Linked DNA regions of Nomascus leucogenys: region 1 is linked to region 2. Evidence: chromatin contacts called from public Hi-C data. All regions are on one chromosome and are shown on one strand. Each heading gives the region's core, a stretch centred on a gene start, on an enhancer-like site or on the middle of the called end of the contact. The rest is flanking DNA. Distances are from core to core; before and after follow the strand shown.

Region 1 (4,137 bases), core at 224-2,723, 110 kb after region 2:
TCAGAGAGCAAATACTTTAGGCTTTGCAGGTCATACGGTCTTCTTAGCAACTACTCAATTCTGCCTTTGTAGCACAAAATCAACCATAGCCATGGACAAGATGTAAATGAGTAGGTGTGGCCCATTCCTTCAATAGCCATTTATCCAATAAAATCTTATTTACAAAAGCAGGTTGGATTCAACATGCAAGCTATTATCTGCCAAACTCTGCTGCAGCAAAACAAGTCAGCTGTACAGAAAATAATTATTCGAGTTCAGAGAAATATAATGCAAGGCAAAATGCTGTCAATTACAAACCTGTTTTATTTAGATCAAACCTAGTGTGACACCAACATCCCAAGTGGCTATAAACTATAGATTAACACAAGCCCCAGTGTGGCCATACTCTTCCCCACCCCCCACCCAAATTGCAAGTATGCAGTAAATAGTAGAGCTTATGTTGAGTACCTGCTGCCCTCCAGGCCACACTCAGTTCCTGGTGCAAAGTGGAGGCCTGGTAAATATTTGTGGAGTTCCCAGTGGCAGTTTTAAGCCAATATCCAACCTTGGTGCTGAGCACTGGAATTAAAAACTAAAGCTCTGGCCGGGCGCGGTGGCTCACGCCTGTAATCCCAGCACTTTGAGAGGCTGAGGCGGGCGGATCACAAGGTCAGGAGATCGAGATCATACTGGCCAACATGGTGAAACCCCATCTCTACTAAAAATACAAAAATTAGCTGGGTGTGGTGGCATGCGCCTGTAATCCCAGCTATTTGGGAGGCTGGGGCAGGAGAATCACTTGAACCCAGGAGGCGGAGATTGCAGTGAGCTGAGATCATGCCACTGCACTCCAGCCTGGAAACAGAGCAAGACTCTGTCTAAAAAAAAAAAAAAAAAAAAAAAAAACAACAACAACAAAACTAAAGCTAAAGCTCTTTGCAGGCCTCCTGTTCTGAGAGTGTCCGGTACAAGAGCTGCTGACAGCTTTCTAACATGGGCCGCGGCAGCACCCAGACCCAGCTCCCCCAACAGATAGTGGGAAGCTCGAGTTGCACAAAGACCAAAGCTCATTTCAAGGTCAGATTCCTGCTGTAGGAGCAGCTGAGCAATGAAGGAAATACATCAGCCCCCTCAGCTATATTCTTAGCCCAGGGCCTACAACCTAGTAAGTTAAGGGCTCAGAAAGTATGAAGCACTTTTCAATGTAACAGTTCATGTGCATCTTTCATTACCAGCATGGAACCAACCCTGCCCCATATCAAGTCCCACTCTGGGCAATTCATAAAACTGTTCTGACTCAAGATAACAGGTTTTGTTGAAAGTGAAAGGAAGGACAGTTGCAAAAGAGGCAGAAGAGACCTTGGAGAGGCCAAGAGAGAAAAAGCCATGAGAGGGTGAATCACAGAGGCAAAGAGTTATTAATACCTCCCATTTGCATAGTGCTAGACTGTTTTCAAAACATATGACCCCAAGACCAGGACTCCCACGGCCAAACCTCCCAACCCACAACCATCACACAGATCACCATTTTCCTTATTTCTCAGTATGAATGTCATTCCAGAAATAGCTGAGTCTCTGAGAGGCCCCCATCCTAAACAATGTGGCCTTTGCCCATATGCTTCGCCCACCAGCTCAAGCATGCCCAAAGCCCAGCGTGGGTCTTGCCCCCTGGGCTTCAACTTCTCCCCAGCTGGTGGCTTTGAAACGGGCTTGCTGGTCAGGCTAACTTTGCCTATGATTCATGCAGAAAGCAAAACAGATGGAGACAACTACGTGCCAGCATGGAGCTCACAAAGGCAATGAAGACCACATGGGCGGCTCTTTCAACAGGTAATCCTGGCGGCATTTTAGCTAGAGCAAAGCCTGTGTCTGGCCACTAGTGGGCACAAACTGCTCAGTAAGTGGAAGGAACCTTCATGTCAAGGTATTCCGGCTAAACTTGATACAGTTGTTCAATGAACTGCATTCCTAATTAAGAGGCTTTGTGGCAGGCACAGAGCTAGTTTGTGGGGGTCGAGTTCTGCACTTTGACATCCAAATCCTTGTTCTGCTAGTGAGTTCTTGGGCTTCTAAAGGGAATAGCATGCAGCCACTGAGGTACCTGAGGTTACTGGATAGTAGTAAGCTGTCTGAGGCTTTTTTATATGCTTGTTGGAAAACTAAAGAAACAGGGAAACAGAGTAGGCTTTGTTTCTCTAAGAATTGCTCTTGGAAGACTTACTCCACCAGATACAAAAGAAAAAAGAGGGGCGTGGGTTGTATGATCAAGGATATCAATCTCCCTCCTTGGTAATTCACAATGTACCATGAATGATCAAAGCCTGCTTAACTTTCAAAACAGTGTCTTTCAAACGGATTTATCAGGAAACTTTTTTTTTCTGTATTTTAAAACAAGAGCTCACTTAAAAACACTGAGTTTAGCCATAGAAAATGATGGGAAAGGCAGTTGCAATTGCAGTCATGAACTGCATCAGTGAAGAATGAACAGGGAATAATTGGTTTAGTTTTAAGATCTTTAGGTTTAAGAGGAATTCTCCCTATAGAAATAATAGAGTTCTCCTCCTTCTTTCCCCCAAAGTATGAAAAAAGACCACGCATTATGGAAATTAAGAGCTAGAACAACAGAGCTGCTACCCCCACCAGTGACAGTAAACCAATGCCCATCTGCAAGCACAAAACCCATCTCTGCTCCCTCTGCCTACTGAAATTCTACCCCATTGCCAAGGCCCAGCTCAGAGGCCACCTCCTTTTAGGATCCCTCGATGCCACAATTACATCCTGAACATGAACAGAGGCTCTGGGACTCATGCAATGTGCAGGTCCTACTTCAACTTCAGATCCTACCTCAATGCCCACTCTGCTTTTAGGAAACCAGGGTACCTGCCCCAAGTTACCTAATTTGTTAGAGGCAGACCCGGTGCAGAAAAACAAGGACTCCCTGATGCCCAGACTACTAGTTTTTCCACTACAACACACTAGGGGTGCAGAGAAGTCAATGATATGCTTGAAATCTAATGAATTAAACTATTCTACCACCATTCTTCAGACTTAGAATCCACAAAAACTAGACAGGGTGGAAGGAGAATGGTGTGGCAAAAAGAGAGAGGCTCCCCTTATTCTCTGCTCATCAGCCTGCCAAGCCAAACCACTGACCAAACTTCAGAAGGGCAAGAAGAGGCCCTGCTTATGCAGCTGGGATTCCAGTGGAATCCCCAGCACCAGAGAAGCCACTGAAAGAAGGAAGGAAAGAAAAACTGCAATCGTCAACTGTTTGAAGAGTCATCATGTAGAGGAGAGACTGGGGTCACCCTGCGGTCATTGTCCAGGAGGCACTATGGAGATTTAAACTCTTTAAGGACGAGCCAAGCAACTTGGTAAAACCCAAGTCCAGCACATCAAGCATGAATGAAGGCAACTAGAAGTGACTGGACAAAAGAGGGGCAGTGTTGGGTTTAACAAGGTAATTTCTTTTTTCTTTTCTTTCTTTTTTTTTCGAGACGGAGTCTCCCTCTGTCGCCCAGGCTGGAGTGCAGTGGCGCGATCTCGGCTCACTGCAGGCTCCGCCTCCCAGGTTCACGCCATTCTCCTGCCTGGCACCCGCCACCACGCCTAGCTAATTTTTTTTTTTTTTTGTATTTTTAGTAGAGACGGGGTTTCACCGTGTTAGCCAGGATGGTCTCGATCTCCTGACCTCGTGATCTGCCCTCCTCGGCCTCCCAAAGTGCTGGGATTACAGGCATGAGCCACCGTGCCTGGCAGAGGTAATTTCTTAAGTTACAATATCTTCTGGCATTCCTCCCTCCTCACTGGCTGCTCATCCCCAGTCTCCTCTCCTTCCTGTACCCTCGTTAACCCCTGGCATGCCCAAGACTTAGCTCTGAACCCTGTTCCCCTTTTCTGCCTTCTGCTCTCAACTCTTCCCCAAGTAACTGTATTCAGCACCACAACATTGAATACCCTTCGGTATAGAGGAATGACCCTTGACTTTGAATTTCCAGCCCAGACCTCTCCCCTAAGCTAAAGACTTCTAAATTGAAGTGATTTGCTGACCTCTCTGATGGTCAAAATATAAATCCTGATTTCTACACCTTCCCCCAAATCTTCTGTTCCTCCTTCAGTCTCCCCATCTCAGTCCAAGATCCAGTTACACATCAGTTG
Region 2 (4,481 bases), core at 342-2,841:
AGAGACGGGGTTTCACTGTGTTAGCCAGGATGGTCTAGAACTCCTGACCTTGTGATCCGCCCACCTCAGCCTCCCAAAGTCCTGGGACTACGGGCGTGAGCCACCATGCCTGGCCTACACTCCTACCTCTTAACAAGGAAGCACAATCCTTGGTAAGACCTTTTGGGTTTCAAAGGCAGAACATTCTAACTTGAGCAAGAATCATGACATGGAATGCTGTCAGCTCTGAGTGGGGCACAGAGCAGGAAAAGGCTGGGCAGCAGGTCCAGGCTGTAGTTCAAGCAGCACTTCCACCTGGGCCATATGACCCAGCAGCTGTTATAGTAGTAGAGGTATCTGGGCTGCAAAAGACACCATGTGGAGTTTATGGCAAGCCCCACCATGTGAATCACAATATAGACCCCTTGGATTATAGAAGAGGTCTTGTCATCTTCAGCACAGAATTTTATGCCATTCAAAGATCAGCTCCTAGCATGACACTTGTAAAGAACTTGACCATGGAACATCATGTGACCTTGACCAGACCTGTTTATCATGAGCTAGGTTCCATCAGATGCTTTAAGTCATGAGGTCAAGCAAGTCTAGCAGTAATTCATAAGTAAAATGGGAGTGGTGTATGTGAGTTTGGGCATGTTTTAATATAGGTGTTATTATTATTTAAGTATAGTAAGTCCAATAGATCAGAAGATGACTGGCATTGAAAAGATAGTTTGTAATACAGATCCCAACAGAAGCGGGTATTCCATGCTATGGGGATCCCCATGAAGAAGCACTGGATTGGTCAGGAGGCAGAGAGTGGGGAACTGTGGCCAAGAGCATTTATTGTGGTTTCCATGGGAAGGAATGATGAGGCATGGTAAGTGGATTCGGAATTGGCTAGTTTGAATAATCTTTTTTTTTTTTTTTGAGACTGAGTCTTGCTCTGTCACCCAGGCTGGAGTACAGTGGCACAATCTCAGCTCACTGCAACCTCTGCCTCCTTGGTTCAAGACATTCTCCTGCCTCAGCCTCCCCAGTAGCTGGGATTACAGGCACACACCACCACGCCCAGCTAATTTTTGTATTTTTAGTAGAGACAAGGTTTCACCATGTTGGCCAGGCTGGTCTCGAACTCCTGACCTTGTGACCTGCCTGCCTTGGCCTCCCAAAGTATTGGGATTACAGGTGTGAGCCACCGCGCCTGGCCAGTTTGAATAATTTTAGTGTGCCCTGGGGCATAGGTCTGTGCACAGTTGTCTGTTACTTAGGTGCAATGTGGGTGGAGGGAAGAAAAAGTGGGAGAGAGGAGTAATTTTTTTAATTTTTTTGGTGCTGGAGTGATTAGAATAGGGGGATAGTGGCCCAGAGATAAAGTGCCTGTGCTGCGCCCCGACGCCGCAGGAGGGCGCCAGACTCCGCCTTTTCTGCCCTGCGTGAGGCGCATGCGTGTTCCGTCTGCAGCTGCTGACGCCCATCCTGGGAGCCGACACCAGCTTCGTTCCCTCTGAGCCCATTCGGGAAGCGCCACACAGCTTCGGCTTCGGACGATCCAGGGCCGCGTCCTCTGTGAGGAAACAGCCGTGACGGCTGAGGAGGGAGGGGCCAGCTCTAACCGATTGCTTAAGTTGTTACAGATGGTACAGAGCCAGTGGCTGAGTTTTGTAAATCAGGTGTGTTCATTGAGCGAACTTTCCCCTTCGGAATATTCAGCATCTGAGGAGGTTCAGTTTGATTTTGTCTATCGCTGGCGGGGCGCGGGCTGACGCCTGGGACCCCTGCACCTGGGGAAGCCGAGGACGATCGCTTGAGTCCAGGAGTTCCAGACAAGCCTGGGCAACACAACGAGACCCCGTCACTACAAAAAAGAAAGAAAAATGTGTCTATCTCCAATCCAATGGTGAAACTAGGATGTCTGTAATCTCCTCGTAACATCCCGGATTATACATTATTACTGTCTTTACATTTCTTTTTTGTTCATTTTCAAAATTGGAAAATACATTCACTTGTCTTGTAAAAGTTTGTCTTTAAACATACTTGCAAATTATGTTTTGCAAGAGAAAAAAACTTTTATTTTTGTTTTTCTTTGTTGTAAGCAAAGGCAATGCAAGTGTTCTTTTTTTGTCAGAATTTTTTGTTGGAAAGCTTATTTAATTTTCCACTTGTTTCAAAATATTATCCCATATTGATGAGTTGCACAGAAATTTCCTTTTTTTTTTTTTTTTTTTTTTTTTTTTTTTTTTGAGACAGAGTCTTGCTCTGTCTCCCAGGCTGGAGTGCAGTGGCGTGATCTTGGCTCACTGCAACCTCCACCTCCCGGGTTCAAGCAATTCTCCTGCCTCAGCCTCCTGAGTAGCTGGGATTACAGGCGCGTGCCACAACGCCCAGCTAATTTTTGTATTTTTAGTAGAGACAGGGTTTCACCATGTTGGTCAGGCTGGTCTCGAACCCCTGGCCTCATGATCCACCCACCTTTACCTCCCAAAGTGCTAGGATTACAGGTGTGAGCCACCGCGCTTGGCCCTCCCCAGCTTTCTAAAGAGGGACCTGGGCTCCTCCCCTCTGCAGCCATGGGTATTTAGGCCAGGCATCTTGGCAGGCATTAAACCAGTATCAAACCCATCAGGGGTTTCTCCCATGAGGTTTCAGCACCTTCAAGAGACTTAACACTCATGTTGAAATTTAATCCCTAATGCGGCAGTGTTGAGAGGTGGGTCTTTAAGAGGTGATTTGGGTCAAGAAGGCTCTGCTCATGAATTAAGGGATTAGTGGGTTAATGGATTAATGGGTTATCATGGGAGTGGCATTAGTGACTTTATGAGGAGGAAGAGAGACCTGAGCTGGCACCATCGGCCCCCTTGCCACATGATGCCCTGTGCTGTAGCAGGATGCTGCAGAGTCCCCACCAGCAAGACGTCCCCACCAGCAGCCCCTTGGCCTTGGCCTTTTCAGACTCCATAATTGTAAGAAACAAAAGCCTTTTGTTTATAAATTACCCAGTTTCAGGTATTCTGTTACAAGCAACAGAAAACAGACTAAGACAGCCAAACCACTAAGCACCCAGAATGCTCTGACATCATGGGCCAGCGTGTGTGGCTAGGGGAACCCAGGCACACATTTGGACACAGTCCAAAGGGACAGAGGATAAAAGATAAAAGGGGTGAGACTCTGAGTTGGAGACAGCCCTGGGGCTGGGCTGACTGACCTCGCTTCATCAAGAGGGCAGGTTCTTGATGCCTGGAAACTGATTTCAGGGCAACACAGGATTTTCCCCCTTTGCCTGCAGGTCACTGCAAGATGAGCTCATAAATAAAGGCTGAAGATCACAACCGTCGCTGAGTTTCTGAATATCAAGCATGTAGACCTCAGGAACCATCAGATCACCATCTTAGTAGGTTCTTTTCTTAACATCCAGGGATGTCTTAAAGCCCCTTGGCACAAAGCAAGTGCATTTATTGATTCATAAAAACGTGCAGATCAGTACTTTTCAAGAAAGGAACGTTTTGAGGAGGAGCCCCTTTTATGGGGGCTGTCATGCTGTGCAGTGACTCATCTACCTGGGGTGAGGGTGGTGGCAGAGTGGAGGAAGTCACTACTGTTATCAGGGACTCGACTCGGGATCCACTTGATCCTGACTGTGTTGGGGTGAGCCTTGACCTCTGACCTCCCAGGCGGGGTGGGAGGATTCTGGTGAACTAATTCTGTGTAAAACCCTCGAAGGCCTGCTCCCGCCCTTTCCCAAAGTGCCTGACTGTGGGAGGGACTCTTCCTGCATCCAAGGAGTGCTGTCCCCTCCCAAAAAGGAGTGTCCACCATCTGTGCTGCAGGCTTTCCCCTTCTACAGTAGAATTTGTGCCCTGGGCTGCCCCTCTCCTCTCATTTGGACTTTCTGCTTGTGTGGACTCACAAAGAGCGCAGGAAGCAGGACAGGGCCCACCGGGTGTGTTGCAGGGGGGCGGCCTTGCTCTGCGCTCCACCCAGCGTCATGTTCACCCCCAGGCGTCTGGGGGTTTCGGCTTCTTCTGGCTCACAGGGGTCATGCGAGGACCGCAGGCTGCTATTCATTGGATTTGGCAGGAATGTTACCACTCTGGGCTTTGGGGAAACCTCTTCTGTGAGCCCCCTTACGGTTGTGCTTTGGCTTCCTGATCTTGCCAGGCCTGCTCCACGCCCACGGCTTTACCACCTTTGCCACCAACAGCTTGGCACAACTATGCAACGACTACTGCCATGAGATGCTGAATCACCTCTTTGTAAGGCACTTCCTGAGGGCCCAGGTGGGGAAGGGTGGGCAGTGCGATCCTATGGGCGTCCTCAAGTCCTCCCACCCTAGGTTCTGCCCCCAACCCCGGGTTCCGGGTGCTTCTCATTAGAAGTTGGTCTTCTGCCGCCCTTGCTATGAGGCCAGTCAAGGGAGGAGTCTCGGTTCTCCAATTACAGGTGCCTTCTCCTGACCCCCAGTTTCTGAGGGCCTGGACCCATCTTTGGCGAGTCCCAGGGCAATC

The links. Hi-C and Micro-C count contacts between places; a contact is called where the count stands out from the background.
Region 1: a Hi-C map of a lymphoblastoid cell line shows a contact between it and region 2, with 4 times the contacts expected there. The contact joins two enhancer-like sites. A contact is called at or near these places in 2 of 4 Hi-C or Micro-C datasets (both in a lymphoblastoid cell line).

The regions. Positions count from the first base shown.
Region 1 is chr19:62,302,993-62,307,129 of Asia_NLE_v1, forward strand. All of the region lies in intron 3 of PMP22 (peripheral myelin protein 22), which reads right to left. Among named protein-coding and RNA genes, the nearest start is that of PMP22, 14 kb to the right of the region's middle. Within about 2 kb of position 1,474, the one cell type or tissue checked has an H3K27ac peak away from gene starts, as active enhancers do. A contact at or near this core is called in a lymphoblastoid cell line, where this site is marked.
Region 2 is chr19:62,191,425-62,195,905 of Asia_NLE_v1, forward strand. No RefSeq gene overlaps it. Among named protein-coding and RNA genes, the nearest start is that of ZNF287, 8.4 kb to the left of the region's middle. Within about 2 kb of position 1,592, the one cell type or tissue checked has an H3K27ac peak away from gene starts, as active enhancers do. A contact at or near this core is called in a lymphoblastoid cell line, where this site is marked.